Linked DNA regions of Mus musculus: all the other regions are linked to region 1. Evidence: chromatin contacts called from public promoter capture Hi-C and targeted proximity ligation data. All regions are on one chromosome and are shown on one strand. The core of a region is the stretch at or near the end of the contact, and the rest is flanking DNA. Distances in the headings are between cores, read along the strand shown.

What was found. Promoter capture Hi-C pulls out the DNA fragments that hold promoters and counts their contacts.
Region 2: a targeted proximity ligation map of embryonic forebrain shows a contact between it and region 1, with 6 times the contacts expected there. A contact is called at or near these places in 3 of 39 promoter capture datasets (the 3T3-L1 cell line, cranial neural crest and hippocampal neurons) and 2 of 130 datasets of targeted methods (embryonic forebrain and pancreatic cancer cells).
Region 3: a contact with region 1 is called in a promoter capture Hi-C map of the C10 cell line, with 5 times the contacts expected there. A contact is called at or near these places in 1 of 39 promoter capture datasets (the C10 cell line), 1 of 484 Hi-C or Micro-C datasets (B cells) and 1 of 130 datasets of targeted methods (pancreatic cancer cells).
Region 4: a targeted proximity ligation map of embryonic stem cells shows a contact between it and region 1, with 3 times the contacts expected there. A contact is called at or near these places in 9 of 39 promoter capture datasets (the 3T3-L1 cell line, the SN4741 cell line, cranial neural crest and 5 more), 1 of 484 Hi-C or Micro-C datasets (B cells), 3 of 130 datasets of targeted methods (the NIH/3T3 cell line, astrocytes and embryonic stem cells) and 3 of 9 other capture datasets (adipose tissue, liver and pancreatic islet).
Region 5: a contact with region 1 is called in a targeted proximity ligation map of astrocytes, with 4 times the contacts expected there. A contact is called at or near these places in 2 of 39 promoter capture datasets (cranial neural crest and hippocampal neurons), 1 of 484 Hi-C or Micro-C datasets (B cells), 4 of 130 datasets of targeted methods (astrocytes, embryonic forebrain, pancreatic cancer cells and 1 more) and 1 of 9 other capture datasets (adipose tissue).
Region 6: a contact with region 1 is called in a targeted proximity ligation map of astrocytes, with 4 times the contacts expected there. A contact is called at or near these places in 5 of 39 promoter capture datasets (the 3T3-L1 cell line, the C10 cell line, cranial neural crest and 2 more), 1 of 484 Hi-C or Micro-C datasets (B cells), 2 of 130 datasets of targeted methods (astrocytes and pancreatic cancer cells) and 1 of 9 other capture datasets (adipose tissue).
Region 7: a contact with region 1 is called in a promoter capture Hi-C map of cranial neural crest. A contact is called at or near these places in 8 of 39 promoter capture datasets (the C10 cell line, HPC-7-derived erythroid cells, cranial neural crest and 4 more) and 1 of 130 datasets of targeted methods (pancreatic cancer cells).

Annotation. Positions count from the first base shown.
Region 1 is chr19:8,768,686-8,772,805 of GRCm38.p6, forward strand. It overlaps Tmem223 (transmembrane protein 223), which reads left to right and starts at 2,311. Exons shown (of 2, transcript NM_025791.1): 1 at 2,311-2,630; 2 at 3,363-3,790. The coding sequence starts at 2,324. The coding sequence ends at 3,655. Nxf1 (nuclear RNA export factor 1) reads left to right here. Exons shown (of 21, transcript NM_016813.2): 19 at 316-498; 20 at 1,575-1,635; 21 at 1,889-2,225. The coding sequence ends at 1,927. Tmem179b (transmembrane protein 179B) reads right to left here. Exons shown (of 5, transcript NM_026325.3): 5 at 3,837-4,120. The coding sequence ends at 3,988.
Region 2 is chr19:10,632,295-10,636,414 of GRCm38.p6, forward strand. Vwce (von Willebrand factor C and EGF domains) reads left to right here and starts at 1,939. Exons shown (of 20, transcript NM_027913.2): 1 at 1,939-2,289. The coding sequence starts at 2,180.
Region 3 is chr19:6,919,676-6,923,795 of GRCm38.p6, forward strand. Esrra (estrogen related receptor, alpha) reads right to left here and starts at 2,133. Exons shown (of 7, transcript NM_007953.2): 1 at 1,947-2,133; 2 at 388-724. The coding sequence starts at 712. It overlaps Catsperz (cation channel sperm associated auxiliary subunit zeta), which reads right to left. Exons shown (of 5, transcript NM_001039494.2): 3 at 3,848-3,924; 4 at 3,626-3,692; 5 at 2,751-2,985. The coding sequence ends at 2,876.
Region 4 is chr19:10,603,407-10,607,526 of GRCm38.p6, forward strand. Ddb1 (damage specific DNA binding protein 1) reads left to right here and starts at 2,191. Exons shown (of 27, transcript NM_015735.2): 1 at 2,191-2,360; 2 at 3,439-3,587. The coding sequence starts at 2,300. Tkfc (triokinase, FMN cyclase) reads right to left here and starts at 852. Exons shown (of 17, transcript NM_145496.1): 1 at 762-852. The coding sequence starts at 764.
Region 5 is chr19:10,575,378-10,579,497 of GRCm38.p6, forward strand. Tmem138 (transmembrane protein 138) reads right to left here and starts at 2,009. Exons shown (of 5, transcript NM_028411.4): 1 at 1,707-2,009; 2 at 1-134. Cyb561a3 (cytochrome b561 family, member A3) reads left to right here and starts at 1,780. Exons shown (of 8, transcript NM_201351.2): 1 at 1,780-2,706; 2 at 3,605-3,697.
Region 6 is chr19:10,553,499-10,557,618 of GRCm38.p6, forward strand. It overlaps Tmem216 (transmembrane protein 216), which reads right to left and starts at 2,265. Exons shown (of 5, transcript NM_001277860.1): 1 at 2,215-2,265; 2 at 1,565-1,666; 3 at 1,031-1,123. The coding sequence starts at 2,227.
Region 7 is chr19:7,054,633-7,058,752 of GRCm38.p6, forward strand. It overlaps Macrod1 (mono-ADP ribosylhydrolase 1), which reads left to right and starts at 2,136. Exons shown (of 11, transcript NM_134147.4): 1 at 2,136-2,550. The coding sequence starts at 2,259.

The DNA.
Region 1 (4,120 bases), core at 1,061-3,560:
GGTACTATTTTCAGTGCCAGGAAAGCAATATGATAGTTGGAAGGTAAAGATATTCCTCAGGTAGTTTTGGAAATTGCAGAAAAGCAATAGAAGTGTATTAAGTAACTAACAACTATCAGTATGTTAGAGAGTGAGTATATAATTCTAGTGTGTTTGTAAGATAATCCTAAACGCCTCGTCTATAGTCAAGGATAAATGAGAAAAGGTAACTTGAGAGGGGCATGTGGATATTAAACAGATCTGCAAACAGAGACAGTGTAGAAAGGTGAGGTTATTTGTCCATTTATTTAAGATTTTTTTTTTTTTGTCTCCAAGGCTATGTATTGTAAATGATGAATTATTTGTGCGGAATGCCAGCCCTGAAGAAATCCAAAGAGCCTTCGCCATGTCTGCACCCACACCTTCCTCCAGTCCAGTACCCACGCTTTCCCCAGAACAGCAGGAAATGTTGCAAGCATTTTCTACCCAGTCTGGCATGAACCTTGAGTGGTCTCAGAAGTGAGTGCTGATCATAGATAGGAGGAACAAGGGGATGGCCTGACAGTGAATTATATAGTGCTTTGATAAAAAGATTCCTACTAAGAATTCTGCATAGGTTATTTTTAAATATTTAAAGCACAAATGAAGATTTGGTTTTCTGTCCCCTTCCTAGCTACCTGTGGCTCCCCTCTTCCCCAATTGGAATTACAGATTAGACCTAGACTTCACATATGCTGCACAGTCGCTGCCACTGAGCCCTTTTCAAACACGGTCTTACTATGTACTCTTGTCTGGCCTTGAAGGCATTAAAGGCATGAGCCAGCAGACCTGGCTGCCAAGTTTTGTTGTTGGTTGGTTGGGTTTTTTTTGAGACAGTTTCTCTGTTTTCCCTGGCTGTCCTGGAACTCACTTTGTAAACCAGGCTGGCCTCGAACTCAGAGATCCGCCTGCCGGGATTAAAGGTGTGTGCCACCACGCCATCTTTGGCTTTTGTTTGTTTTGTTTTTTGTTTTTTCGAGACAGGGTTTCTCTGTATAGCTCTGGCTGTCCTGGAACTCACTCTGTAGACCAGGCTGGCCTCGAACTCAGAAATCCCCCTGCCTCTGCCTCCCGAGTGCTGGGATTAAAGGCATGTGCCACCACACCCGGCTCAACTCCTTACCAAGTCCTAGATTCCAGTGAGCCTGAGCATTCCAAGGGAGCTAGAACTATAGGTGCATACCTAGTACCAAAGTCTTTTTATATATGGTTCTATATTTGAGTCAGGGTCTCACTTGTGCCTTCGCTGCTTGGAAGTCACTTTGTAGTCCAGGTTTACCTCAAACAGATACCTCCCTGCTTCAGCTTCTCCAGAGTGATAGGATTAAAAGCCTTGCCCAGCTGGAACATAGTTTTTAAACCGTGTAAATCCTTCCCTACCAGTGTAAAACTACACGTTGGTTGTTTTTGGTAAACATTTTATGTTTCATTTGTACAAGTGGTGTGACCCTGTGTAAACTTAATGAAAAACATTGGTGACTTTTTCTATAGGTTGGATTTTGGTGACTGACTGCATTTTGGTTCTTATGTGGCTTCCTATTTTAATCATACTCTAGGTGCCTTCAAGACAATAACTGGGACTACACCAGATCTGCTCAGGCCTTCACTCTTCTCAAGGTAAAGTATGGGAATTTTTTTTATTGCTAAAAATGGATCTCTTGAGCCTTTAACAAGGGTCAGATGAAGGCTGGGTGTGGTGATACTTGCCTTTTAATCCAGCATTTGGGAGGAAGGAGGGAGCCAGATCTCTGAGTTTGAGGCTAGCCTGGTCTACATAGAGAATGCCAGGACAGCCAGGGAGTCTACAGTAGCTGGGCAGGGAAGGTGGGAGAGAGGTGCCTGGTTCTACTTACATTTTATCTTTCTGCAGGCCAAGGGAGAGATTCCAGAAGTAGCGTTTATGAAATGATCACAAGAAAAGTCCCCTTGTAAATAGCCCCTGGATAATATTGTCTGGCTGTCATCTGCCGTCTCCTGTCCAGCCCGAGGCCACCCTGTAACTGTGACTGAGGAGGAAGGGCTGCTTCATCCTCCTCACCTACCTTCTGGAAGACTTAGAGAAGACTTCCGGAAGATTGAGCCTCATGGTGCCAGGAAGCCAAAGCTTACTTTGTAGAGCTGACACTAAACTACCCGAAGGACTTAGGTGCTCTGTGTACTTAACCCCAGGATTCCCTTTACTTTTTAAGATAAAGAGTGATATTGTAGTTTGTGTCCCATTACTGGCTTGTTTCCCTCAATGCAGGAGGGGTGGGCAAGTTCGCCGTGATAGGAAGTCCCGCCCCGGAGACGGAAGTGCGCCGCCATGGTGGCGTCTGTGCCGCTGCGGAATGTCAGCCACCTTTTGTCTGTGCTGCGGTCCCAAAATGTGCCCCGGTATTTGCAAAATGGCGTCCCACGGGATGTGCTGCTCTTCCGGCACGAGCGGGGCCGCTTCTTTGCCATCCTTGGACTGTTTTGTGCGGGTCAGGGCATCTTCTGGACCTCCCTGGCTGTTGCAGCCTTGTCCAGACCTCTGAGCCGAGTACCTGCGGAGGCTCCGAACCGGAGCTACCAGGACCTGCGCTCCGCACTCTGGCGCTACGGGCTGGCTGTTGGTTGCGGCACGATGGGTAAGCGCTTGGGCTCCAGATTGCTGTGGGGCTGTGAGCACAACGCTCACTTAGCAAAAAGGGGCTTCCAAAAAAGTAAGTGGGACACACGATATGGGTGCGGTGTAATAAAGTCCCTGAATGCCTTGCACCCTCACCCTGCATACAGTAGGCCAAGATCTGCCCCTCATACTAGCCACGAGCAGGTTTTTGAAGCCACAAATGCATTTTCTCCGTTTAACAATAGAGCTGGCTATCTATAAAAATGTCGATGGGGTGGGGGACGTGGCTCAGTTTGGTTTCTAAGACTGCTTGCCTAGTATGCATGAGGTCTAGGGTTTAGAACCCAACACTGCCTAACATATATGATGGCATCCAGATGTAATCTGGATTTGGACAGAAGATCACAAATTAAAAGTTATTGAACATATAGCAAGCTTGCAGCCAGCATGGAATAATAGACCCTGTCTGTTTTTTCAAGACACGGTTTCTCAGCTCTGGCTGCCCTGGAACTCACTCTGTAGACCAGGCTGGGTCAGAGATTCAACTGTTTCTGCCTCCCTAGTGATTGCGTGCACCACCACTGCCTAGCTACCTTTCTTAAAAAAAAAAAAAAAAAAAAGGATTTAGGAACCTTTTAGAGTTTTAGAGTGTAATTGCTCAAAACTGTTACTTCCATTACAGTAATTTGACTCTAAGGGGTGGGGGTGGGGGTGTCTGTATAACCTTTTACCCCACTTTGCCTCCCTGCAGGAGTCTTGGTCCTTGGTGCTGGTCTCCTCTACTCACTCCGATCTGTGCGGTCTGTCATGCTCCTTGCAGGAGGGCAGCAGGTGACATTGACCACCTATGCCCCCTTTGGCTTGGGTACCTGTTTCACAGTTCCCTTGAACCAGATTTCCTGCATGGCTCACAGAGGTGAAGTTCCTGCTATGCTGCCTCTGAAAGTCAAAGGCCGGCGCTTCTACTTCCTTTTGGACAAAGCTGGACACTTTCCCAACACTCAACTCTTTGATAACACTGTGGGTGCCTACCGGAGCCTGTGAAAAATGGCTTACCCTTCTCAGACGATGCAAAACCCTTAGGGATGAGGAGACTACCAGGACAATAAAAAGGTGCCCAGAATTCACTAACAGCCAATAAATCTCTTCCAAAAGGCTTGATACATGCCTACTTAAGCCATCATTCTGTCCTCTCTCTCATCTATTTAACATCAAGAAATCCATGCCATGATGAAGAAAAGTAATATATTATTTTGGTACAAAAAAGTTTAAGGAGAAAACTGAGGTTTCTAATATAAACAGGGCTGTACAGAGACAAGAGGATTAAAAGCACTGGGGCATGGAGGTTCTGGTTGTAGAAAGCACTTGAGTATTCTTCAGGAGTGAGACTGGTGGTGCCCAACAAGAGCATCTGTCTCAGAGCTCCACTCTTGGTCACCCCTCTCTTGGGGCTGGTATGATGTGGCTTTAAACTTGCACTGCATGGCCTGGAGCAGCAAAGCCAGACAC
Region 2 (4,120 bases), core at 689-3,188, 1.9 Mb after region 1:
GCTCAGAAAAGGGTGTAAGGGCCGTGCAGTGGTGGCGCTTGCCTTTAGTCCCAGCACTTGGGAGGCAGAGGCAGGCGGATTTCTGAGTTCGAGGCCAGCCTGGTCTACAGAGTGAGTTCTAGGACAGCCAAAGTACACAGAGAAACCCTGTCTCGAAAAACCAAAAAAAAAAAAAAAAAAAAAAAAAAAAAAAAAGAAAAGAAAAGAAAAGAAAAGGGTGTAAGGGTCCTCCAGTCCGAATTTCCTACTTTCTATATCTAGAAATCTACAGTAGGGCAATGAGGGTTTTGATCTTCCACCTGCTAGCGAGTGAGTTCTGCAGAGGAGAGTGTGGGGCTACAGCAGTGAACGGAAGTGGAGAGGTATGCTGGGTGATAAACAACAAATGTCATGAGCCATGAGGGCTGTAGTAAGGGGATTTATCCTGTGTGTAGTGGTTTCAGAGATAGCTTCCCAGGGATGGGAAGGAAGAACACCTGTCTTGTGACAGTAGCAAGCGCAGCCTCTGCCTTTTCCAGGCAAGAAAGCTGCCCTAAGGAGTCTGAAGGTCCTTAGGACTCGATGTGTAGGTACAGAGAAGTCACATTCATCTTTGGCACTATGCTTGCTGTGAGCTTGACTAGATAATAGAATGGGCCCAAACAAGATGAGATACAGGTCCAAATGTAAGTCTCGGTTCAGCCACGTGGGTTAAGGTAGAAAGATGGCTGGCCAGTTGTTATGCCAACAGCTAGTTGTTATGGCAGAATAACCTCCATAAAAGCAAGCAAGCAAGGAAGGAATGGTTTATCTGGCTCACAGGTGCAGCCATCTTGGCAGGGGAAGCATAGAGAGCCAGATGAATGTTAGCACTCACTTTATGGTCTTTGTATTTGGTCCGGCCCATGTGACAATGCCACTCACATTTAGGATGGGTCTTCACAACTCAGTTAAATCCTTCTGGAAACAGCTCTGACACACACAAAGGTTTATTGCCTAGGAGCTTCTATATCCATTCAAGTTGAAAATAACAATTAGCCATGGCACCACAACATCCAAAAGTACTTGAACTTTTCCTCTTACTGCAAATTAAGGGTCGGGGGACCAACAAGCATCAAACACCCGAGTTAACGTTTGCTCAGAAACTAAAAGGAAAGTGTCTGTGAGAAGGCAGCTAGCATCCAGGTCATCTGTGCACAGTTTATCTGTGGTCACCAATGCCAATGATCTTGGGATCAGCACGAGGCAGAAGCGAAGGATTTAGTCGTGCTTGGGAAGTACAGTTTTTAAAAACTAGTTCAGCCAATTTTTCTTATTCCTAGAAGTCTTTACACAGACGCTTGACTAATCCAGACTGGGTAGGGTTAGGCGGGGCTTGCTACCAGAACAAGGTAAAACTCGAGCCTTCTTTTCGCTTCCTCCCAACTAGATCTTTCTCAGTTCTATCATTTTGCTCTACATTCTTCAGCCTAAACCTCTTCTAGCCTGAGCCAACTTCGAAGCCTGAGCCCAAACACTGAACCTTCTAGTTCTGCGCCCCTAGCTCCCTTGCCACCTGCGCACTGCTTTCTTACCTCCCAGGTGAGCTAGGAAGCTGTCCACTCAACCATTTGACTCCCAGCAGGTAGCTTGTGGGTTCAAAACAGGCTAATGTCCTTTGGCAAGGAAGCAGACTAAACCACCAATACACTATCCTTACCATCTAGTGGGCTTGGGGAGAGTCAAAACTGCCTCGCTTCAGTGCCCTGGGTTTGAGTGTCCACAAGTCTCACCTACTGAGAATTCAGATTGGATTCTATGGAAACTCAAAAACCTTGTTCCTGAAGTTTCTTTCCAACTTGGTTCGAAGCCTTCAGTCATTCTGTGGAAAGCGACTCCCAAACCCAGGCTGGGGGTGTGGGCCGAGGGTGAAACCCCGCCCTCGGGGTCCCTGATCTTTGCTCCCGCCCCAGGCTCCACGCCTCCCGGAGAGGCACCGGCGGGCGGCGCTCCTTTTGTGTGTTTCTTTCCAAGGTGCAAGGACCCCCACCCCCACCCGCCTAGGCAGTCCTCCCCTAACCACCAGCCCTCTTCTCGTCGTCCTCAGTCCCTGCCAGCTGTGGGGGAACCAGATCGCTTCCAGGAGGAGGGACAAGGTCGGTAGCCCCCTCCCCGGTGCGGGACCTGAGCCCAGTAGAGTCCAGGACCTCTGCTGCCAGTCATGTGGGCTAGACTGTTGCTCCATGTCGCCTACATCTTGATCCCGTTGCTGGGGTCTTCAGCCCGAGGCTATACCGGGAGGAAGGCGCCAGGGCACTACTCTGCGGAGAGGTAAGAGCCCGGTGCCTTTCAGCGGCCCAGCCTTCTAGCGCCACTGCGTGGAGCTGGAAGACACTAGCATAGGGCAGCTGCTGGACCTGTAGCCTCTGTGGCGAGGGCACACCAGGGGTCTGGACAAAGAGACAGTAGTTTGTGCCAGTTGGGTGGCCCTGGCTGGGGACTGCTCTGGCTAAGGAATCTGGGAGATGGAGATCGCGGCTCCAAGGAATCTTGTACTATGGGAATAGGCTGACCCTCTGGCTAGGGAACCCCAGCACATGCCAATTGGTCTCAACTGCCTGGCTTTCTTCCTTGGTGGTGCGGGACCCCCTCCGTTTCTGCACACGTTGCTTTGGGGTTGGGGGTTTTCTCAGTGTCTCTTGCTCTCTGCACCCGGTGGACCTTGGAGCCACCGGTGGCTCAGGGTTATGCTTTGGTATCTGCGCATGTGTGCACAGGCCGGGGAGGCGGGAGGCCGCAGGCGACAGGCGGGAGGCGTGTCTTTCCAAACCCAATCATTTTCCCTAAGTTTGTCTTAGTCCTCTACCACTAAGGGGTGATGAGGGAGTGGTGATCGTGTGTGCGTGATGCTTATAGCAAGGGTACACGTTGTCAGCGGGTGGCCTGGCCCACGGCCACATCTTCCCAGGGGCGCTCAGAGGGGCTGCCCTGGAGGAAGAGCTTACCGCCCAGCACGTGGGTTCTGCGATCTCTTGCAGTTCCTGCAGATCTCCCACCACCTGTCTCCCTGGCATCACTGTGCCACACACGAAAAGCTCCTTGGGGCTTTCTGGTGGGCACCCTACCCTTGCCTATCTGAAGTGGAACTCCACCAGCTTCCACAGGCACCCTACCATTTACCACTTCGATGGCACCTCACGCCCCTTTCAGAGCCCCCTTTGGCTTAGCTATTAAGTTGTTCTGTAGATCCCAGCTGCCGGATTCTCTGCCTCAGCTGTTGCTATCATCGTTTCTATGTGTGACATCACTGTTGGTCTGGTTTGTCTTCACTGGTTTTGACTTCTGAGAGGAAAAAAGGACTTGGCCCTAGGGAAAATCCCCAGCAAACTTTCCTGTACTGCTATGGTTCCCCCTAGGTTTCCACATTTGACCCAGATTATTAACCCTAAGAGCCAGGCAAGTTCGTCTTATCCTGTATCATTTCTGTCTGATACATGGACAGGCATAGAGGGTGCTCTGGTTGGTGGGATGAAATCCCCATCAGCTCTGGGTATGTGGGGAAAGTCATCTGGTGCCTATTGCTTTGCCTGGGTTCATGGTCCTTGCTCCACGGCTCCAGGAGTTCTAGCCCTTGTTAATCTCCCGGTTAGCCCATGCTCAGGCTGGTCCATCTGTCTGTATTGCCCTCTCCTTCCCCATTTTCATACTGAGTCTCTGGTCTTCTTTCTCACGCAGCAGGGGAGCTGTCCTTCCAGTGACCTTCTCCTGATGCCCTTCAAGGCTCCATAAGCCCTCCCAGAGTCCCCACTGAGCTGTTCCCATCACCTGGGTCCTGCTGTCCTTTGATATCGAGGGCAGTAACACATTCATGGCCTTACAGACTGCAGTTTGACATTTTTAGACACTGGCCCCAGAAGGTGGAGGGCCATGGGTACCTTGTTGCCAGCCTAGGGGAATGCCACCCAGACCTGCTTTCTCCCTTTACCAATTGAGCAGTTGTGACTTACTTTAGATGTAGAACTGAACAAATAAGAAGCCCTTGTCCTGGGCTGGAGAGATGGCTCAGTGGTTAAGAGCACTGACTGCACTTCCAGAGGTCCTGAGTTCAATTCCCAGCAACCACATGGTGGCTCACAACCATCTGTAATGGGGATCTGATGCC
Region 3 (4,120 bases), core at 883-3,382, 1.8 Mb before region 1:
TTGAGGGGAGGGAGCAGGCTTTCACAGAGCCCAAGTTGTCCTTCAGCTTACTATGTAGTCAATGATGACCTTGAATCTCTGATGCTCCTAGTTCCATTCCAAAGTGCTGAGATTTTAGGTACCCAACACCACACCTGACTTATATGGTGCTAAGGACAGAACCTAGAGCCTCCTGTAAACTAGGCAAGCATTCTACTAACCTCAGCTATAGCCCTTAAATAAAATGATGTCCCAGGAAGAACAAGGAAATTCAAACTTCATATTGCTGACTCAAGCAGCAACAGACAGGCTCAGGGCCTCCTGCATGCAGCACTGTACCAATTAGTGCCAGGCCCAAAGGGTACAGGGCAAAGGGCACAGAAGCAGGGGGTGGGGGTAGGGGCTCACCCTGGATGGTCCTCTTGAAGAAGGCTTTGCAGGCCTCACAGGATGCCACACCGTAGTGGTAGCCAGAGGCCACATCCCCACAGACCAGGCAGAGGCGTTTGGGTAGAGAGCTGAGCACTAGCTTCCCACTGCCCTGCTCACCAGACCCTGCCCCCTCCCCATCCTCCTCCTCCTTGTGCCCTGGAAGGCAGCGGGCTGGAGCTGGACCAGAGGCCAGGGTCACCGGGGGTTCAGTCTCAGTCTCTGAGGAACCCTTTGGACTGTCAGGACTGGCTGGCTCTGCCTTGATGTAGAGAGGCTCGATGCCCACCACCTGGCTGGACATGGTGCTGGTCACCTGCAGGGAAAGACCATCAGGGTCACAGGGAGGCACCCTGCCACATAGGTTGGGCAACACTGGGACTAAGCCAGGCTTCCAGGCTCAGCCAAGGAGAAGGAGGAGGCAGAGTCCAAGGAAGGGCTGCCCATGAAGAGGGCCCCCAGCTGTCGCCATGGGAACAGAGTCTCCAGAGCCTCTGAGGCCAGTAACTGACAGCAGGTCTTCCTCTTGGGAACCTGGGAGCGGCTTGGCAAGTCTAGCTCCCACCCAAGCCAGGAAGCAGGCTAACCTCAACCTGCAGGCAACTCTCAACCCCGAGCATAAGCATGATCCTCTCCTCAGTTTTCTCCAGATGTACTCCAGGAGGTACTCTCAAGTATTCAAGAGCATACTGAGGAACCGGGAGGGGGCTAAGGGGGGCCAAGGGGGGCGGAGGCAAAGGATATGGCCACTCTCTCAGGAGTTTCCACATGTCCACACATGCTCACACTCTCCTGGGAACCTTCCACTCACACATGGCCTTTAACCAGTCCCAAGTTCTCACATACTCCCAGCAAAAGAGCACACTCAATAAGCAAACTCACACTCAAGTCTTCTAATCCCTCACCACACTCTTGTAAGGGAGTCTCTCACCTCTGACACGCCACCCCCTCCAGCTTTAGCAAGCCCAGTCCAGCCACGCCGTGCAGGGCGCGGCTCCACCTCTTTTGCACCCCAAACCTGCAAGGTTCATTCTTACACTCCAGCTACCGCAGAGTTCACCACCTCTCGCGACCTCCAGGGCCGCCCCCCACCCCCCATTAACCTGCGCACACCTATGGGAAGTTGCCTGAAGTTACTAATCTCCCCTCCCCCCATTGCCCGCGGGGGACTTCTATCAGGTTATCAGGAAGTAAGAAGAGGCGACAAGGAAGAAGTTCTCCCTCGCGCTACGATGACCTATGACCCAGAGAGGAGGGTGGCCCAAAGCCCCTGCAAGCGCCCCCACGTGGCCTCAAGGGACCCTTTCAATTCCAGCCCACCCCGAGGACTCCCGCAATGCTCAAGGATCGATCTGAACGCTGCCCGGGGACTCGCTCCAAGGCCCGAGGCTAACTGGAGGCCAGGACCTGAAGCCAGTCCTGACCCGGCCGACGCACCAGGCGCGACCCCGCCCGCAGCCCGCCCCCCGCCCGCGCTTGCACATGGCCCCCGCCGCGCCCGCCCACCCCCGCGGCCGCCTTCCCCTCCGCCCCCGGACCTTGGGCTCCGGCAGGGCTGGCGGGCAGGCATGGGGGCCGAGCGGCCCGGAGCGCCGGGGTGAGCGGGGGCCGCCTCCTCCGGCCGCACCGCCCCGCCGCGCTGCGTCCCCCCTCACTCGGCGGCGCCGCTGGCTGCTTGTAGGACACAAAAGGACATCGCGGCTGCTTCCTACTCCGCTTCCTCCAGCTGACAGCGGAGGCGGGGCCGGCCTGCGCATGCAAAACAGGGGGTGGGGCCAGGTGCCCTATGCTAATATCCGAGGGAGGCGGCGGCGCCTGCGTACCCGGAGGACAGCGGGCAGGCCTTGTCGATACACACGCGTGCGCGGCCTCCTGTGGGCGGGGCCTGAACCTAGGGGAGGAGCGAAGACTAGGAACTGGTGCGGGAGAGAAGCCGGAGCACCCTTGCATCACGAAGGAGGGCGGTGCTCTGCCTTATAAGAGTGGGCGTAGCTGTTCAGTGAACTCACTCTGTGAGGGCGTTGAACGTGTATGTAAATGAAAGGCGGGTTTATGTAACTGCATATGCATAAGGGGTGGGGCCTAACAGGGTGCTGCTCCCCACCCCACCCCATTATGTTGATGGGACACTTGACAGATTTGGTAGATCAGCACCCCTGAGGACCCTCAAGTGGAGAAGCAGACCTAAAACATGCAAGTAGCCCTGGTTTGCGAGTTCCTCAAAGGCAGAGGTGAGACACGAGCGGACAAAACTCAAGGTCACTGCGGTGACCGAATGAAGGTCACGGGGAAAGGCGGGGCCACGTGCGTCCGCCTCACGCAAGCAGCCACGCACTGACTCTGGGACCATGCATAGACTCTTTAATTTCTCTAGGATTCAAATTCCATGCAGATGAGGTTGAGCTTGGGTTCGAGGGACCGGAAAGGACACGGAGCGGACGTCTCGTCGGCCACTTGAGCTGGAGGTTCACTGATCCAAAAAGTACAGCCTCTTGTTCCTGCGCTTCCTGATCCCTTCGATGTATCCCTGCAGCTCTTTAGTCATGAAGTGGTTCCTGCCAATCGTGGACCTATATGCTAGGGAGAGGGAAGAGCTGAGCTCAGGGCCATGAACAGCAGCAAAGGGCTTCCCCCATTTGAGGAACCACAGGTGATTTGAGGTGGCATTTAGTGCTGGATTTGGATCTGTGTTAGTTTGGGGAATTTTGGGTCTCCTAGGTGCGATGTGAAGAATGGAGGGGAAGAAGGCTGAAGAAGTTGCTGCAAGCCTGAACAGAGGCAGTGAGACCCAACCTCCTCCTGAGCCGCTCACTCTAACTAGTTATCTGGCCCTTTCTTCCCTCTATGTGCTCATATACCATGAGCAGAAGGTTACGCAGATAATCCAATATCCAGTACATTTACCCAAAAAAAATCCCGATGTGTCACAGCTCCCACACCTGGGAGTGAAGCAAAGCTACCCAAAGGCTGTCACTCCACTGAACAAGCAGAGAAAACAGACTTGCTAGAAAGGGGCTTATTTTAAGTCCTCTGAGTCACTCACTCCATTGAGTCGGCCTGTGCCTACTCTCTTGACTTTTAATTTTTAGGGCATCCTTGTGAGTGCTAAGGGGATCTGACAAGACTACATATCCTGAAACTCCACAGCCCCAAGCCCTGCCAAAGCCACCAGGATCTTTTGTGGAAGCTGGGGTGGGGGTGGGGGTGGAGTGCTCACTGATGAGGGCTTTTTTGAGAATATCCAGAACTTCAGTCTCCATGAGCTCCATCAGAGGCAGAGGCAGCTGGAAAAGCAACAAGAGACTCAACCAGTTCCATGGAAAGCTGAAGTGGTCCCCACATGACCTCCCCAGCTTGCCTGCCCCACTTTCCTGAAACCTGCCCATCTGCTGCTGCCCACTACTCAACCCCAGTAGTCTCCCCAGTAGTATCCTCCAACCCTGTTCTGCTGCTCTGTCCAGTAGGTTCGATGTGGCTTCCATAGGCTGAATATTAGTGATTCTGAAGTAGACGATGCTGGAGAAATGAAGAGAGAAATCGGTCTTGGTCAGGCTCCTGGGTCATGGTGGGAGTGGGGTTCAGGGAATAGCTGCAGCTACACCCTGCATCAAAGGTCATAGGGGACACTGGTTTCAGCCCTAGGCTTTAGAATCCCACCCGGCTGAGATCCAGAACCAACTGTCCCGCTGTGTGAGACTTGGAGTCATTCATA
Region 4 (4,120 bases), core at 941-3,440, 1.8 Mb after region 1:
ATGCTGTTTTCCCAAGTGGCTGAAGTCACAGGCACAGGGTGGGGAAAGAGGGATCACTGAGTCTCCCTCCAAGAGATTCCCAATCATTCCTGCACCAGAGCCATGCCTGTTTCCCAGTAACACAAGGGAAAGGAAAGGCAAGAAAGGGGAGGTACAGACTAGGCCACTAGGATTCTAGTCTGATCAACACTGTGCGGCCAGGCCATGTGCTAGCAGGTCTTAGTCTGCCATACTGCAGATGAGGTTGGCGAGAGGAGAGACCCGGAGAAGTGAAGCCTTTGGCATAGTAGTAACACAGTGATGGGCACGAGGCTGAAATCGAGCCCAGATCTGTTCAAGATCAGTTTTAAAGCAAACCCCGGGGACACTGAGAGCCTCCCACATTGCAGTTCCCTGCTCTGGGAGCAGCCCACACATGCCCAGGCTGAGGAACAAGGGCCCGATCATTCCTCCAGGTTCCCTCCTTGACTAGCAAAGTGACTTATCACACAGCAAGTAACTTGTTGTTCTGATCTAAATGCGTGCCTGAGATCCTAGCCATAGGGGTTTCAGGGTGCCTCAGGTTAACCTCAGACCTGGCTTGGCCCAGTGCCCCGCCCACAGGAAAGGGAACGGGGATTAAGCTGGAGATACAAAATGAAATTCTTGTCTTCTGAACCCCAAGAGGCAGCATCGTCTCAGATGGGGACTAGAGAGAGTCCGGGTGTCCAGAGTGGGGTTCCCCATGGTCGTCCCTCTATTGTGGCTCCCACAGGACTCACCATGGTGGGAAAGTTCTGAAACAAGCTGAGCTCACACTTCTGCTCTGAGATGCCGCCGGGTGGACGGTCCTGACTGCTACCAGGTCTGAAGTAGAGACAGCAGCACCTGCAGGAGTGGAAAGGACTTGAGTTGCTGAAGGTATGGGCAGCCGATTGGCAATGTCATGCCTCCCGTGCCTGTGCCTTAAGAATTAGGGAGCTGCCTCAGACTTTGATCCAAGTCCAAACTCTAGTTCGTGGGCTAGGAATGGAGAGGAGCGTGGGGACTGACCAAAGTTCACACCCCCACTTAGCCAGAAGGCAGTGTTTGGAATCATGTCCAGCTTAAAGCTGGGAAGGAGAAAATGTACAAAGACCTTTACCTTTCTGGCTGGCCACACTAGTAGTGAGTCAGCTCTGTGATCCTATTTTACTTCTGGAACACAGACTGAAAGCTCTAGTGAGTTGTCTAAGATTGTGTTGCTGAGAGTTAGGACTTGAGCCCATGTCTAGTCTTGCTACAAAGCCTAATGTTTCCCCTTAGTCAACCAGTTTCCCAGAGTCAAGTCGAGTGCCAGCTGGGGAGGTACAAATCATCTTCAGTTCCACCTGGTTCAAACCTAGCTACACTGATCTCTGCCTCATTTGTAAAATAGGGAGTTAGCTCTCCTCCTCCGGCATTCTGGAGATGCTTCAGGACTAGGCTTCTGCTGCTCCTCCTTTGGGGTTGGGGACATGGAGGCTGTCTGATGAAGCCTGGGACCTGCATCTGCGGGGCTGATTGCACTAGTCACCTGGGTGTTTAGGCTCTTCCTGTGAAATTCCTGCGTTGTATTTGAGCTTAGAATTTGTATCGCAGTAGAGGCACTAATAGTGCTATCAAGTAATTTAGTGGAGAGTCCTTTCGTTTCTGGAGAAATTAAAAGAGGTGAGCAAACACACCCCCAGGTGATGTGTGAGGCTGGGATGATTGTTCTAAAGTCAGTTGAGGGCATTCGAGGGATCAGGAGGAGCTCGAAGAATTAAGCAAAGGAAAGCACGATTCTACTCTGGGATGTGCACAGATGGTCACCTCTTATCCCCAGTCTAGTCCTCCGCAGCCCTTCCTGTTTTAAAAGAGGGAAAACCCCGAGGACGCCTGGAGCTATGGAGGAAGGAAGGAGGCAGAATCTGAGGAAGGGGCGCGGATCTGGGCTGGGAAGCCAGCAGGCGGCCACTTAGGGCGTAGCAGACCAAAGAGGAGGCCAGTTCTGCCTGCGTACCGGTACTCTCGCTCTCATCCGGGTACTGCGACCTCTGGCGGTTAGGAGAAGGCGGGACCTCAGGGGGCGGGGCCTCGCTTGGTTGGCCGCCTCGGGCTCCGTAAGTCCTCCAAGAGGCCAGGTGAGGCCGTCCCGTGATCCTCTGCGCCTGGCCTCTCTGGCCTGCAACGTGTCTCAGGGGCGGAGGCAGCAGCCACGGAGTTGGCTGCGTGAGGGTGGGGGTTCTCAGTCTCTTCGCTCGCGCCCGTCTCTCTATCGTCGCTCTAGGCGCCCCACGGGCCAACCCAAGGCCTCAATATGTCGTACAACTACGTCGTAACGGCGCAGAAGCCTACTGCAGTGAACGGCTGTGTGACCGGTGAGATTGCCCCGGCCGGAGACCCGGGCAAGGGAGGGATCCCAGGCCTAGGGAGGCCAGCGGCCCCAGGGGCGGCGGGAGCAAAAACTTGGGCTCCGGGAATGGAAGGCGCTGGCAGTCGCGGAACGTCCCCCTTAGCTCGCGATCTCAAAGGAGCTGTTCCCACCACGCGCCTTTTGGGCAGCGGAAGCAGCTATTCTGGGTCCTTTTTTGCTCATAGGAGGTCACTTGTTATTGAGGATTGGTCCAGGCCTGATGGGACGGAGAGCGAAGTGTGAGTTGTGTGCGTGGTTGATTGAGTCTTCAAACTTGCCCCATGTGGTCAGGGGAAAGGGGAGATGATAATGGGGCAAGTTTTGAGTTCATAATTTTCCGGTGGATGTCCAGGAGGTTGAGGAATTTGAGCAATGTCTGCACCCCCCCCCCCCCGGCCCTCTCCAGACCCACCCTTTTGCCTGGGGCTGTTGTTTACTCCAGGGCGCTGCTGGAGAACAAGGTTTGGTTGGCCCGTCAGTGTGCGAGCTTTGCCTTGTTTGTGTGCGTGGCTCTTTATCGGCAGTTACATCCCAAACCAAAGAACATTCATCTTGAACTCATATTTTCAGCTACTTAAATTCGTGTATTTACGTAAATGCTAATCATTTCAGAACAAAAGTTTCTTGTTCAGAGAGAGCTACAGAGGGCTGGGTGGTGTTGGTAGATTGCTTGGGAGATAAAAGGACAACACTGAAGGCTCTGGGAAATTTTCTTCGCTTTATCTTTCTGGATGGGAACTCAAGGAAACACAGGCTTTCTCCATTAGCGTCAATTACAGTCTGCTGTTGTAATTTAGAAAGGAAAACCCAACAACCATCCGAAGAATTTTCGTGGTCATAGTTTGTTGAAGGCCAGGCTGTTGTTGCCCAGTCGACAGTACATTTTTAAAAGTCTGATTAAGACTATAGCTTTGTTGAGTGTGTGAAGCAAGACATTGAGGTGCTTCATTTGGTGAGGAGGCGAGGTCCTTAGGTAGATTTATTTAGAGGTACCTGAAAGGCCTATCCTCCAGCTTCCAAAGTTAGAGGCTCTCTTCTTTCAGGACACTTTACTTCAGCGGAAGATCTGAACCTGTTGATTGCTAAAAACACAAGATTAGAGATCTATGTGGTCACTGCGGAGGGTCTTCGGCCAGTCAAAGAGGTGGGAATGTACGGGAAGATTGCAGTCATGGAGCTCTTCAGGCCCAAGGTAAGGGACGGGCCCTGAAGGAACCCTTGGGTGCAGAGTTTAAATGGGATGGGTGAAGGCTTAAGTAGAAACTCTTTGGGAATGGCAGTCTGTAACCAGAATCCCAGAAGGAGAGAGTTATTAGGGAAGAGAACCTGAAGGAGCTTGTGGGTTAATGCCGCAGAGGTTGTAGTGTTAATCCTAGCTTCATTTCTTAGTCATCTCATGTAAAGCACCTTTGAAAGCCTTGATTTCCCCGTTTACAAATGGGCGTAACGGTGCCCTCTCCCGTAGAGTACTGTGAAGATAAAATGATTGATTTTCACAGAGTAAGCACATCCTGTTAGCTTAACAGTTTCATTACTATTAGAACAATTGTAATTCAACTGTATCCAAAACAAAAAAACCCCAAAAAACCATGAATGTTTTTGAGGACTGTTAGTAAAGATCTATTGTAGCTTTGCTTGTTATTACTACAGATTACTTTCTCTCCACATACATAGGTGAAGGAGAAACATTTCATTCTCTTCTCAAATCTTGAATAGAATGAGGTG
Region 5 (4,120 bases), core at 759-3,258, 1.8 Mb after region 1:
ATTTGTGGGACTCCCAAGGGTACATTCCACAGTTCCGAAGAAAATGACTACTGGTTTTCTCTCTGCCCAGAACTCCAGGAGAGATGTTTAGTTTTTCCAAATCGGAGCTGTTTCCTTGGCTCTAATGCAAGGACCTGTTTGGAGGGGAAAGAGGTAAGAAAGGGAGGAAGGGCAAGGAAGGCAATATTAGAAGTCTAGCAATAAACATTGGTATGCAAAACACCATTCTAGGTGATCAGGGTATATTAGTTAAAACCAATTATCAAAACAAAAACCCAGCTAAAGCCAGGCATAGTGGCACACACCTATAATCACAATATTCAGGAACCTAAAACAGGAGGATTAAGAGTCTGAGGCCAGCTTGGGTTATGAGAGCCAAGATTCTTCACCAAACAAGACAAACCCAAACCCATCCCAACTCCACCCCACTGCACCATAACTTGTCATTCATTCTAGAGACTCATTAACAGCAAATTTTTCTCCATGTCTGGATCCTTCTTAATGCATGGCGCTTTTTTTTTTTTTTTTGGAACCAGATCTTGCTATGTAGCCCAAGCTCATCTTAACTTCTTGATCCTCCTGCCCTGATCCTCAGGGTAAACCCTGAGAGCCTGTTCTACAGGAATTTACCCACACCTGACAAATACACAACTCTAACCAAGAATATTTAGGGTTACTACAGAGCAGTGACAGCCTGGTCACATAATAGTAGTAATGGTAGTAAATAAAACCCTTATATATTTCATGCAACACTCTAGGAACTGTTTCAATCACAGATGTTATTAAAATCTTATAATAACCTCATAAGGTAGAAAATCAATTCTTATTTCCCTCAATTCCTAGATGAGAAAACTGAGGCTCAGCAAAGGTAACTAATTAGACCAAGATTCCACAGCTGGTAGGTGGCAGAGTGGTATTCTAAGAGGCACTATACAACCAGCCTATTTCATAATTTATAGAGTGCTATCTAAGTAGGTGAGAAATATGTCCTCATAGAAATGGACAGTGTCACATACAGAAGGAGTTGAGAAGACAAAGTACTCTCCTAGAGGAACTTTATAAAGGTTATGACAGAAACACTGAGGCAGCAAGTGAGGGGAGCATATTTATAACTTTACTTGATCCCTGGACTTGAAAAGCAGCCATTTTAGTGCATATAACCCTCATTTTGCAAAGGTTCTGAGGGGTCCGGAACCCGTCCACCTTCCGCGGTGGAAAAGCCCCGTGGTTTTCTTTTCTTTTCTTTCTCTCTCTCTCTCTCTCTCTCTCTCTCTCTCTCTCTTTAAATATATGAATGTAACTTCTCTGGGCTTGAGTTTTCACACAATATCTCTCTAGGTACCAGCGCCATGATAATCTTGTTAACCAAGAGAATTTACTTTAATCCTCATAACAATCTGCAAGGTAGGAAAGAATTATCCCCTGGCTATAGGCAAGGACGCATAAATAGAGTCATTTCCTCCAGCTCGCAAATGAGTAGAGTCAAACGCACCACTTGGTAAGGCTCTACCAAGGGCATCCGTTAGGCAGAAACGCCCCTCGCTCTGGCTACGCGGTCGAGCACCCTCCAGTTTAACACGGTTTTCCTCACCAGTCCCAATCCGCTCACAGACCGAAAGGCCTCGGCAAAAGACTCATAGCAAAAGCAATAGCAACACAAAATTCTGACTTCCAGCCACTCTATGATCCCCAGCATCTACACGCACCTCAAGGAACCGACGTCGGTTGTCATGGGAACACTCGCTCGGCTTCCGGAAGCTGGCTTTAAATTCCGGAAGTAGATTGCTAATTGCCCGCCATGTTAGGGTCTTTGCTTTCTCAGGCTCTCCCTGTGACCGGTTCTTCTATCTTGCCTCGCTGAGGGCCGACCCTAGCGTGAGGTTGTTAACCCCAGCATTTCACCTGTCTCTGGACGGGGTCTGTGGTTAGAGACAAGGCTGATAGGACGCAGCGCTCCTAGGAATCGGACCGCTCAGGAACGCGCCCCTTAGCTTGCAAACCCCATTTCCCAGACGCCCCAGCTCACCCCCGGAAGTGGCCGAGCCTATAAAAATCTCACTTAGCGCCCTCTGTAGCGGATGCCGTGGTCTGCAGACTTGCTGGAAAGTCAGTTCTCCGAGGTTCAAGAGGAGCCTAGGGAGTGGCAGCTCTCGCTGACCGGCGGGTCCCAGAGACCTGCCCCCAAGGTGTCCCACTGTGTGGCTAAGGGTGGGATAGAACCCGGGCTGGGAGAGCCGGGTTATGGGTTCCAGTGGTGGTTCCGCCGCTTCCTTGCTTCGCTCTGTCTTACCTCGGCGTTCAGCCTATTTTTCCTCGTAAGAATTGGACACTTTTCCGTGCCCCTTCCATACCGCAGGTGGTGTTCGTAGAGGCTCTCACGCTTTTCAAAAGGCGTCTCATCTAAGACTTGCTAGAACCAACCTGACTAAAGGAGTCACCGTCATACCCCCCTTGCACCTGGAGTAAATCTGACTGTCCGAAGGACGAAGGACCGGTCTGTGAGCACTTGTGCTAAGGTGGACTTTATTCACACTCCTGAGTGGAATATTATTTGTCACTCACTCCTGAGTCCTGCCGTTTGGAGGGGCTGCCTTTGGAAATGAGTTCTGGGAACTGAACACAGGAACTGGGTGCCTGTACCAGGCTTGCCATTTGCCTGACCGAGTTACTCTTCTTTGGATCCCGGCGCTGCAGTACTTTTGAATTGTAAGATGCAGGTTTATAGGATTTGCACTCTAAATCTGGTCCCCAGAATTCTTAGTGTCCCTCCGTCTTTGAGGAGGAAACAACTAACTCTGCCCTTTGGTCTTTTTGTTTGTAGCTCTAACTTCTAAAAGTAACTGTGTTTGGAGTACAGCCTTTTCCTGAGAGTAATGGAAGGTTCACTTCTTAACCCAGGGACTGATTCTGTTTTAGCTCAGCCTATGAGAATCCTTTAGCCAGTGAATTGAGGAAAACATTAAATAGAGGTTCGGTACACTTCTTAAATCAAGGTAGATAAACTACACCCCATACATCTAACCCTGAGTGGCTTTTACATATTTAAACTATTGGGGCAGAGGGATCATATTGTGTGAAATGTGAAAATCATGTAAAACTTAGACATCAGTGTCTGTGGTGTTAACGAGGCACAGCCATGCTCATTTGTTGAGATACCCTTCCTGGCTACTCTTATATTACACCAGCCAAGAATGAATATAGTTGTGACAGAGGCTTCAAGCCCAAACAGCCTAAAGAGTCTGTGGACTCCCTCCTTGAGCATGGGGCTCAGCCAAGCAAGGACAGGAGACCCGGCAGTGGTGAGCATGTCTGGTGTCTTAGTACAAACTGCTCTCTCAGTGCAAGTGAGAGCGTAGTCTCAGCCTTTGCCTGCGTTCTTTTCCTTGCTTTTGCTATTTTAGGAAAAGAGAGGGCTTATTTGTGAACTGTAGACAGCAATGTAACTAACTTTCCGGCCTTCTGTCAGAAAAGTGTCCCATCTGTTCTAAGCCTGTGGCAAAGTGCTAGTCCAGGACTTGTAACTGGAGTGATGCGGGTTGGTTTGGAATGTTTTGCCTTTCCTTTTCATCAAATGTGTCTGTATGTGAATGTTATGTGTATGCAGGTTCCTGTGAAGGCCAGAAGTAGGTATTTGGTCCCTTGGAGCTGTGAGCTGATGTAGGTGCTGGGAACTCAGCTGTGGTGTGCTGCAAGACCAGTATGTACTCTCTTAACTTCTTAATGGCCAAGCCTTCCACCCCCACACCCCTGCCTTTATTTTTATTTTTTATTTTTTGGCTAGGGTCTTATTTAGCCTGGGCTTATGCTCAACTACAAACATGTAGCAGAGGTTGGCCTTGAACTTCTGATTCTTCAGCTTTTTACCTCTGGAATGCTGGGATTATAGGCGTGTACCACCACTCCCAGTTTTAAGCTTCAAGATAGAAAATATGTAGAGTTTATTACAAGGTGAAGGTGGGGCACGATCCAGAAATGAAGTAGACAGTGTTCAGAGAGAACATTGTAGAGAACTCACTCTTAAGGGCTGAGAGTGGACTATGGGCAAAGGGACCATTGTCTCCTTTTTCCTTTTGTAAAAAAATAAACTGCAGAAGCCAACGCTGTCAGGTGACTGGAAGAG
Region 6 (4,120 bases), core at 1,015-3,514, 1.8 Mb after region 1:
CTGGAGTTTCAGGCAGTTGTGAGTTACCTGATGTGGATGCTCGGAACTAAACTGGGGTCCTCTTGCAAAAGCAGGAGGTTTAAAAGTCCTTTTAGACCTCTGAGCCATCTCTAGCCTAAGACCTTCTTCTGACCTCTGTGGGCACCAGACATACATGTAGTATACAGGCATACATACAGGCAAAATATCCATCGGCATAAAATAATGACTTTTAATTAAAAAATATGTATATCACAAGCCAAATATGGATACTGTACTGTATAAATCTTTCTGACTAATGCCAATATATAAAAAAAAATTTTTTTACCTTATTTTTCTTGCTTTTCTTTACTAGGTTTGAGCACATTGGCAAGTGTTGTTATTGTTTTGGTGTTTTGTTTTATTTTTTTAGCTAGGATCTATTTAAGATCTATTTAACTACGCATCCCTGTCTGCACTGGAATTCATTATGTCTAATTGAATGCATAGCCATCCCCTTGTCTCTGCCAGAGGGTACTGGGATTAAAGGCATGTGCCACCATGCTCACCTTAGCAAGGTTTTTGGTCCTCTATAATGACTTTTGTGAATTGACTGTTAGTATCCCTTACCATTCTCTCCCTTAGGTTTGTATTTTCGCACTAGGATGATATATTCTAAGTAATCAGCAGTTTTGCTCTGTTCTCTGGTGTCTAGGAACTTCTAGAGAAATCCTTGTTTAGAGAAGCGGAGGGGATCTTGAGCTCTTTAGGAATGTACTGCTTTCCTCTCTCAGAGCAAGGAGAAGACGCAGGCACTCTTGTGGCACTCAGGCAGCTGGGAGGACTGGTCTAAGATCAGTGCTACTGCCCGCTTCTAGCCTCACTCACAAACACACAGGTAAACCTTGACCTAGAATATGAAGCGGCAGCTTGAAGCCTCAGGGAAGAAGCAATGGTATATACATTACCAGATCCACTCTGATAGTGAGCCTAGGTTCTTTGTCTTGTTAATCAAGTTACAGGCTCCAGCATGTCTCATAAGCAATGGAAATATTTTCTGAACAACACTCACCGAAAAACAATCGTATGACTTCAATGCCAAGATAGAGCAGCAGCATCACCACATCCAGGACTAAGTTGGCTGTTGGGTACGGCAACAGGAGCCCTACAGGAGGGAAAGCCAGAGTATGCACACACCACCTAGCTAACGGTCAGCCCCACGGCCCCACAAGGATGGACGGCCACAAACCCGGGACAAGGATACCAACCAGTCTTAACATCTCACAAATCAGCAAGGTATAGATTGTTACAGCTACAGGCTTTAAGTTTCCAAGTCCTGACTCTGCCAAATGACTGAATTATAATGGTACACAGATCTGAATATTTTAGTAAAGAGAGATGGGGAAAGAGTTGGGATGGAGAAACCCACATTTCTCAAACTCAAGTCTTGCTGAAAGACATCCTATTTGATCATTCTAAAGCCATTAGTTGGAGAGACTTCTGCCTTGCAATGGAGATGCCGCTAGGACCAGAAGATAGAAGGTTCTTGGAGTATGCTAAAGTGGAAAAGGGTTGCTGGGGCAGAGGCAGATAGGCCCAGGCTTACCTTTGTACAGGAAAATAAGGAGCTCCAGCAGGAAATAGGTAGCATAGTACCACCCATTCAGAAAGAACAGGACTTCCAGGGGGGTTGAGGACAATCTTTTATCTGAAAGAAAGCAAAACAAAGAATGGGCAGGGCAGCTAGAGCTCTACTCTGTTCTGTGTGAAGGTTCTTTGTAATCCGGAGAAATCACAAGATTATTGTGAATGAGGGAGAAACTTCTGATTGCTAATGACGTGAGTGTTGGTGTGGCAGGAACTGCCTTCAATCTCCTTTCTCAGGAATCACTTTGACATCTACTTCTCTGACAATTCAGCTATAATCACAGCTGAGAGGCACCTCAAATATTCAACCCTGTCACTTCTGAGGGGGAAATTGAGGCACAGAAACTAATTCTGTCCAAGGCGGGAGGATTCATAACTGAGCCATCCCAGAATAGGGCCAGCCGGGGATTTTTAAGAGTACGGTATTCGAGTACCCATGCAGGCACTCGGGGTGATCAGAACAACCCAAGCCCGATTTAGACAAGTGAAGAGTAAGACCCCGACTTTTAGAAATGGAGGATTAGGTCGAGCTCTGGAGACAGAGAGGTGGAGGGGGCTGGCAGGTACCCGTGGGATAAGGGGCAGAGACACACACCTCCAGAGTCTCACCTCGCGGCGCCATGTTCAGTCCCCATGGAAACTGCGTACACTGCAGCGCCCGGAGCAATGCGGCGCTGCCGGAAGCGCGGCACCGAGCCGCCCGGTCTTCTGGCCGCTCTGCCTGCCGGTGCTACTCTATGGTTACCCCACCGGCCGCGCCCATGCACAGAACAGCGCCAGCCGTCAACCACCTACAGTGGTCTAGGGGGAGGATGGGGTTTTAAACGACGGCAGAGAGACCAGAACACTTCTCCAGCTGAACTCTCTCCATCCCCGGCGTCATGGCGTAGGTCGTTAGTGGCCCGGTGTGGCCGAGTAGTTGGAGGATCGGCCCTGCGCCCACCATTCTCTTTTCTACTGCATGTGTTTTTTTTAAAAACACCCCATGCCACTGTCGTGCAAAAGGCTTACCTGGAGCCTATGTAAACACCAAAACCGTTGAAGATAGAATGTCCTTTCTAGGAGTACAAGGGAAAACAGCGGTGCTATAATGAGATTCTCCTGCGACCCAAAGAGTGCAAGGGTGTTGAAAGGAGACAGCGTCTGGCCAGTTGGAAATTGAGAAATGTTTCCAACAAGCTTGCGCTATGAACGAACCCTGGCCGCAATTTGAAGCAAGAGCGTGTTGTTGCAGGCAGGGGGTGAAAGAGTAAGATTTCTGAAAAGACTCCAGCTGTCAGCCCTTAGAGTATGGCAGTCAGTCAACAAATAACGGGAGAGAGTAAGTAACCTGTAATGAAAGTGCTATTTCCCTACCTAGTAGGAGTGTGGATAAAGGCAGTAATTGTTGCTTCTCAAAGCAGGTCCTCACTCCGGGAGAATAATTTAAGTAGAAGCCTCCCTCCATCACTCCCCACCTCCACCTCTGCTCTCCTTCCTCCTTCACTTCTGCTTGTGCCTTCCACTGCCTTATTCAGGTCTGGTTTAGTTTGGCTAGACAGGTCTCCTATGTAGGCTAGGCAGGCCTCAAATTCTCCTGCCTCTGCTTCCCGTCCAGTACAGGGGTTTCAAGTGGGTGTCACAATGTTCTGGCAGGTCTTAAATGGAATTCTAAGTTCCCACTAAAGGACCACGGCAAGGTGAGGTGATGGAGAAAGCCCTGGTCCCTGCACCCCATCTGAACTACCTTCATACACACCCCTGCTCTGAGTCTCAGAGGAAAGGAGGGTGGACCAGTTGCTTGTTTTTGTAAATTATGGGTCTTAAATCACTCTGCCTAAACATTTTGATATTGTATACACATATAGTTCTCATGCTACAGTGAAAAGTTTACCCATTGTCAACAGAGATGATATAATCTATAGCCTTAATATCACCTGGTTGGTTAAGAAAATGATGCTGTTTCATGTCAGGATGCCACAACAGCATAGGTACCAAAAGTGGACACAGACTAAGTCAGTAACCTGCAGGAACCTTAGAATATGCAGCTGGGTCTCCTGCCCTCTGGGGTCTAACCCAAAGCTTGGGGCTGCTAAGCAAACACTCCCCACTGGGCTTTATCTATAGCCGTGCTCTTACACACTTTTCTTTAGTAAGCCACAAATAAAACTCAGCCCCAGGCTGGAGAGACGGCTCAGTGGTTAAGAGCACTGACTGCTCTTCCTGAGGTCCTGAGTTCAATTCCCAGAAACCACATGGTGGCTCACAACTATCTGTGATAGGATCTGATGGCCTCTTCTGGTGTGTCTGAAGACAGCTACAGTGTACTCACATACATAAATAAATAAATCTTAAAAAAAAAAAAAAAGAAAAAGAAAAACAAAACTGAGCCCTCTACCTCTACAGAGGAAGAAAATTTCACTGTGGTAATTTGACCTACTTAATTGCCTAAGTACTCAATATCAAGGCCTCTCAGGGCCATGCACCATTGACTAGAAGTACAAGGGCTTTTAGGACCCAAGGCAAATTTATTCCA
Region 7 (4,120 bases), core at 886-3,385, 1.7 Mb before region 1:
TCTCAGGACCCAAGATGACTTTTCGGTGGAACCTTGCCTTTTCCTAGAGTCCCCTACTAAGTCGTTGGCTGGAAGGATGGAGGGCAAAGTGAAAACCCTTCAAGCCATCCACATCCTAAACTCTGGAACCTGTGAAGATGGCCTCTGGCAAAGGGAAACGGCGGCTATAAACCAGCTGATTGTGGGCAAGTACTGACTGTCTCCTGGATGCTGACGGGGCCCGGCGTAACCACAGCCTGGGAAATGGTAGATGGAGAACCAGAGAGCATGGTCCACACCACATGAAAGACAGGAGCAGCCTGGGCTCACTGCCAGGCTGCTGGAGGATCTACAGGAAGGGCCCGTGACCTCTGGAAAATCCTGGGACAAGCTCCCTTAGAGCTTCCAGGAAGGGATGAAGCCAGAGGCATGCAATTCTGGTGACTCACGTCAGATTCTTGTCTCAGAAATAAGCTGAGAAATCTGCATTGTTTACGTTGCCAGGTTGGTGGTGAGGTTTCAATAGGAGGGTCGTTCGCTTTGCTCTCTCTCCTTTTTGTTTTGTTTCCCAGGAACTAAATCTTTATTTGTAAAGTTTAGGGAGCAAGGCCTGGAGAGATGGCTCAGATATTAAGGTTCACAGTAACAATTTCTAAAATTTTTTTTAATGTGTTTGGGTGTTTTCCAGCCTGTGTGGCTGTGCACTACTCCATGCAAGGCCAGAAGAGGGCGTGGCATCCCTTGGAACTGGAGTTACAGAAGATTTTTGAGCCACCATGTGAGGGCTGGAAATAGAATTCTGGTCCTCTGGAACAGCAGTCAGGGATCTTAACTGCTGAGTCATCTCTCCAGCCCCGGGATTTAAATCCCTCCCCCACCCCCGCTTTCTTTTTAAATAAAAATGTAGAGTCTCACTGGGTAGCTCTGACAACCAGCTCTCAGGTAGGCCAGGCTGGTGTGGAACTGAATATGAAGTAGTGGCTAACCGGGAACAGGTTACAGGCATATGTCATTATGGAATATGAGGAAAAAAAAAATTAGCCGGGCAGTGGTGGCGCACGCCTTTAATCCCAGCACTTGGGAGGCAGAGGCAAGCAGATTTCTGAGTTTGAGGCCAGCCTGGTCTGCAGAGTGAGTTCCAGGACAGCCAGGGCTACAAAGAGAAACTCTGTCTCGAGAAGAAAAAAAAAAAACAACAACAACAACAACAACAACAACAAAAGAAAAGGAGAAAAATAAAGAAGAAAAAAATTATCCTTCTTAGGTCACTACTCTAGTGTTTCTATACACCCACATTTATAGATCCATATTCTCTCTCCTTTTCTCCTTTTTTTTTTTGGTTTTTGGTTTTTGAAGACAGGGTTTCTCTGTGTAGCTCTGGCTGTCTGGAACTCTCTGTAGACCAGGCTAGCCTCGAACTCAGAAATCAGCTTGCCTCTGCCTCCCAAGTGCTGGGATTAAAGGCATACGCCACCACTGCCCGGCTCTTTTTTATATTGATTGTTAGACTGACCTATTGACTGAGACAGGGTCTTGCTATGTGGCTGCCTTGTAAGTCAGGCTGATCCTAAACTTTCCTAAGATCCTCCGCCCTCACCCTCTGGAATGCTGGATTGTAAGTATGCCTTACCATGCCTATTTGACACCTAGGTTTCTTCCTGTCAAATCTCACTAATGTCTTGTGAGCTGCTGTGGAATTCAGTCGGCGCTGCTTGGCTCTTGGAGCTTAAGGGAGGTCGAGCTCTTCAGAAAAGTTGCCCCACCCTAACACATAGGTCCGCGGCACCTATCACCCCCGCCCCACCTTGGCAGGCTGGAACGTGCAGCTGCTGTGGATCAGAAGCAGAGCTGGGTGATGCGGAGGCACCAACACAAGTCCAGGTCTCTCTATGCCTACAAAACACGCGATAGGACCGAGTTTACTTATGAGCCACGGCAACTAGGCGGAAAGAACTAGAAGCCGACTTGGCGGGAAAACCCACGCACGGAGTGCCTTGTCGAATCACCGAGCTTCGGAAGGTTGGCTGCAGCCACACTCGGGAGGACACAGACAGGCTGGGTGCGCACGTGTGTGCTACCAGTGCGTGAGCGCAGTGGGCCGGGACGGAACTACAAGTTCCAGGGTGCCCAGCGGCGCGCCGCCCGCGGTCTCTAAGCAGGTCGCCACGGGCTGGCACGCGCCACTCTCGTCCCAGAGTAAATAAGGGACCGAGCGCGACTCTCCGGAGCACCGTAAATAGAGTCCGAGTGGGCGGGGAGCCGCCCGGCACCGCCTGCTCATGTCGCTGCAGAGCCAAGTGTCCGGCCGCCTGGCACAGCTGCGCGCGGCGGGGCAGCTGCTGGTCTCCCTGCGCCCCTGGCCCGGCCGCTCGGCGGGTGGCCCGCGGCCCCGTGGCAGTGCGTGCGGTCCCCTGGTGGCACTGGGCGAGCACGGCTACTGCGCGTGGCTCTCGGCGGGAGTTGGGGCGTGGGGGGCGGCGGGGCGTGGAGCCTGGGTGCGCACCTGGGCCCCCCTGGCCATGGCCGCGAAGGTGGACCTGAGCACCTCCACCGACTGGAAGGAGGCCAAATGTAAGTGTGAGCGCAGGGCGTGGGTCTCCCCGGCCGAAAGGCACTCCACGAGCAACTGAGACACTCGGGAACCCCTTTAGCCCACATCCATACCCAGCTCCTACACCAGGTTACCCCTTGACTAAACGAGTGGGGAAGGCGGCCTTACCTCAGCAATGGTCCCAGGTAGTCCACACCCCCCACACCCCCAGATCCTCTGGGATCTGCCACCTTCCTCCATGCATGCACAGGAGGGAAACTGAGGCTTAGGGCCAGAGTTCACTTCCCCAAGGTCAGGCTGGGAGTGTGCAAAGGCAAAGTGTAGAAGCTTGGCCTATCAGGTAGGGTCAGGTAGCCCCAAGAATGGCAGCTCGGGGGCCTCTCTGGGAGTATGGTAGGTGCCCGTTTTGCCCTCCTGCTGGCTTCTGGCCCCTTGCCAGCACTTTGCTCCTTCTTGAGGGACTGGGATCATAGAACTTGGAGAGCAGGCTGACATCGGGCGTGGGCTTGTGAGAATCACTGACTCCCTCAAGAATGAAAGTATTTCTCCTCCTGGACGGGCATGCCAGGAAGGGGCCACGGGTCCCGGACGACCTAGTCGCTAACTGGAATGCAAAGTGCAGAGCCCCAAATAGCCCTGAGTGGCAGTCCAGCTGCCCCTGCCTTTCAGCGCCAGTGCTTCCCTTATTATTCCGGGCCGATCCTCCTCCCAATGAGCGGCTAAGGCCATTGGCTGGGCTGCTAGTGGGCGTGACCATGGGGGCTGGGTCAAGCGGGGTTGAAGGTAACCTCAGATTGGTTCCTTTTTAGAAAAGAGAGCTCTCCCTTGTTGCAAGTCTGCCCAGGATCCTAAAGCACTTGACAGTCTTCTTTGGGAGCAATCAGAACTTGCCACTCCCTCAACCTTGGCCGGGAGTTGCGGGGCTCGTCCAGAATTCCAGCAGAGGGAGTTAGTGTTCTTCCTTAGAGTCCTGCTTACCCATGGAGAGCAGCAACCCAGGGAGAGGAGGAGAGTTGGGGCAGTACCACACGTAGTGTACCGTCTGCGTCTATTTCTACATTCCAGCCCTTCTCCCCGTAGCTCCCTTTTCCTTGGTGACCCTGAAAACCAGCCTAACCTGGGAAAGCTGATGGGACCTGAGGTTCCTCAGCTGCTGGACAGACGCTATTTTCTTCCTTTCTGTGCCAAGCGGGGAGTCAGGGGCGCTGGTCCTTGAGCCTCTGGAGAGTCTGATCTCCGCTTGCCATTTCCGCCGGGCTTAATGGGATTAGAGATGCCAGTGTGCTGCGGCTAGCTTTTAGGCCTTTGCATGGGTTCTGGGGATCAAATTCCGTTTACCCACCCACTAACCCGTCTATCTCCTTGGCCCTCATTCAGTAAACTTTTACCTCACGCCCTATTGGTACCAGCGCTGTAGGATTCAACAGTGAGTGGCCAGGCAAGAGTCTGTCTAGTGGAGAAACACTATGGCGACATAGTCCTCTGTGCACTATGAAGAGCTGGGAAGGTCAGGTGGCCCATTAGGGACCTGAAGTAAAGCAACCAGCTGGGGAAGGGCATTCCAGGTTCTGGAGATAGGGCTAGATTTGG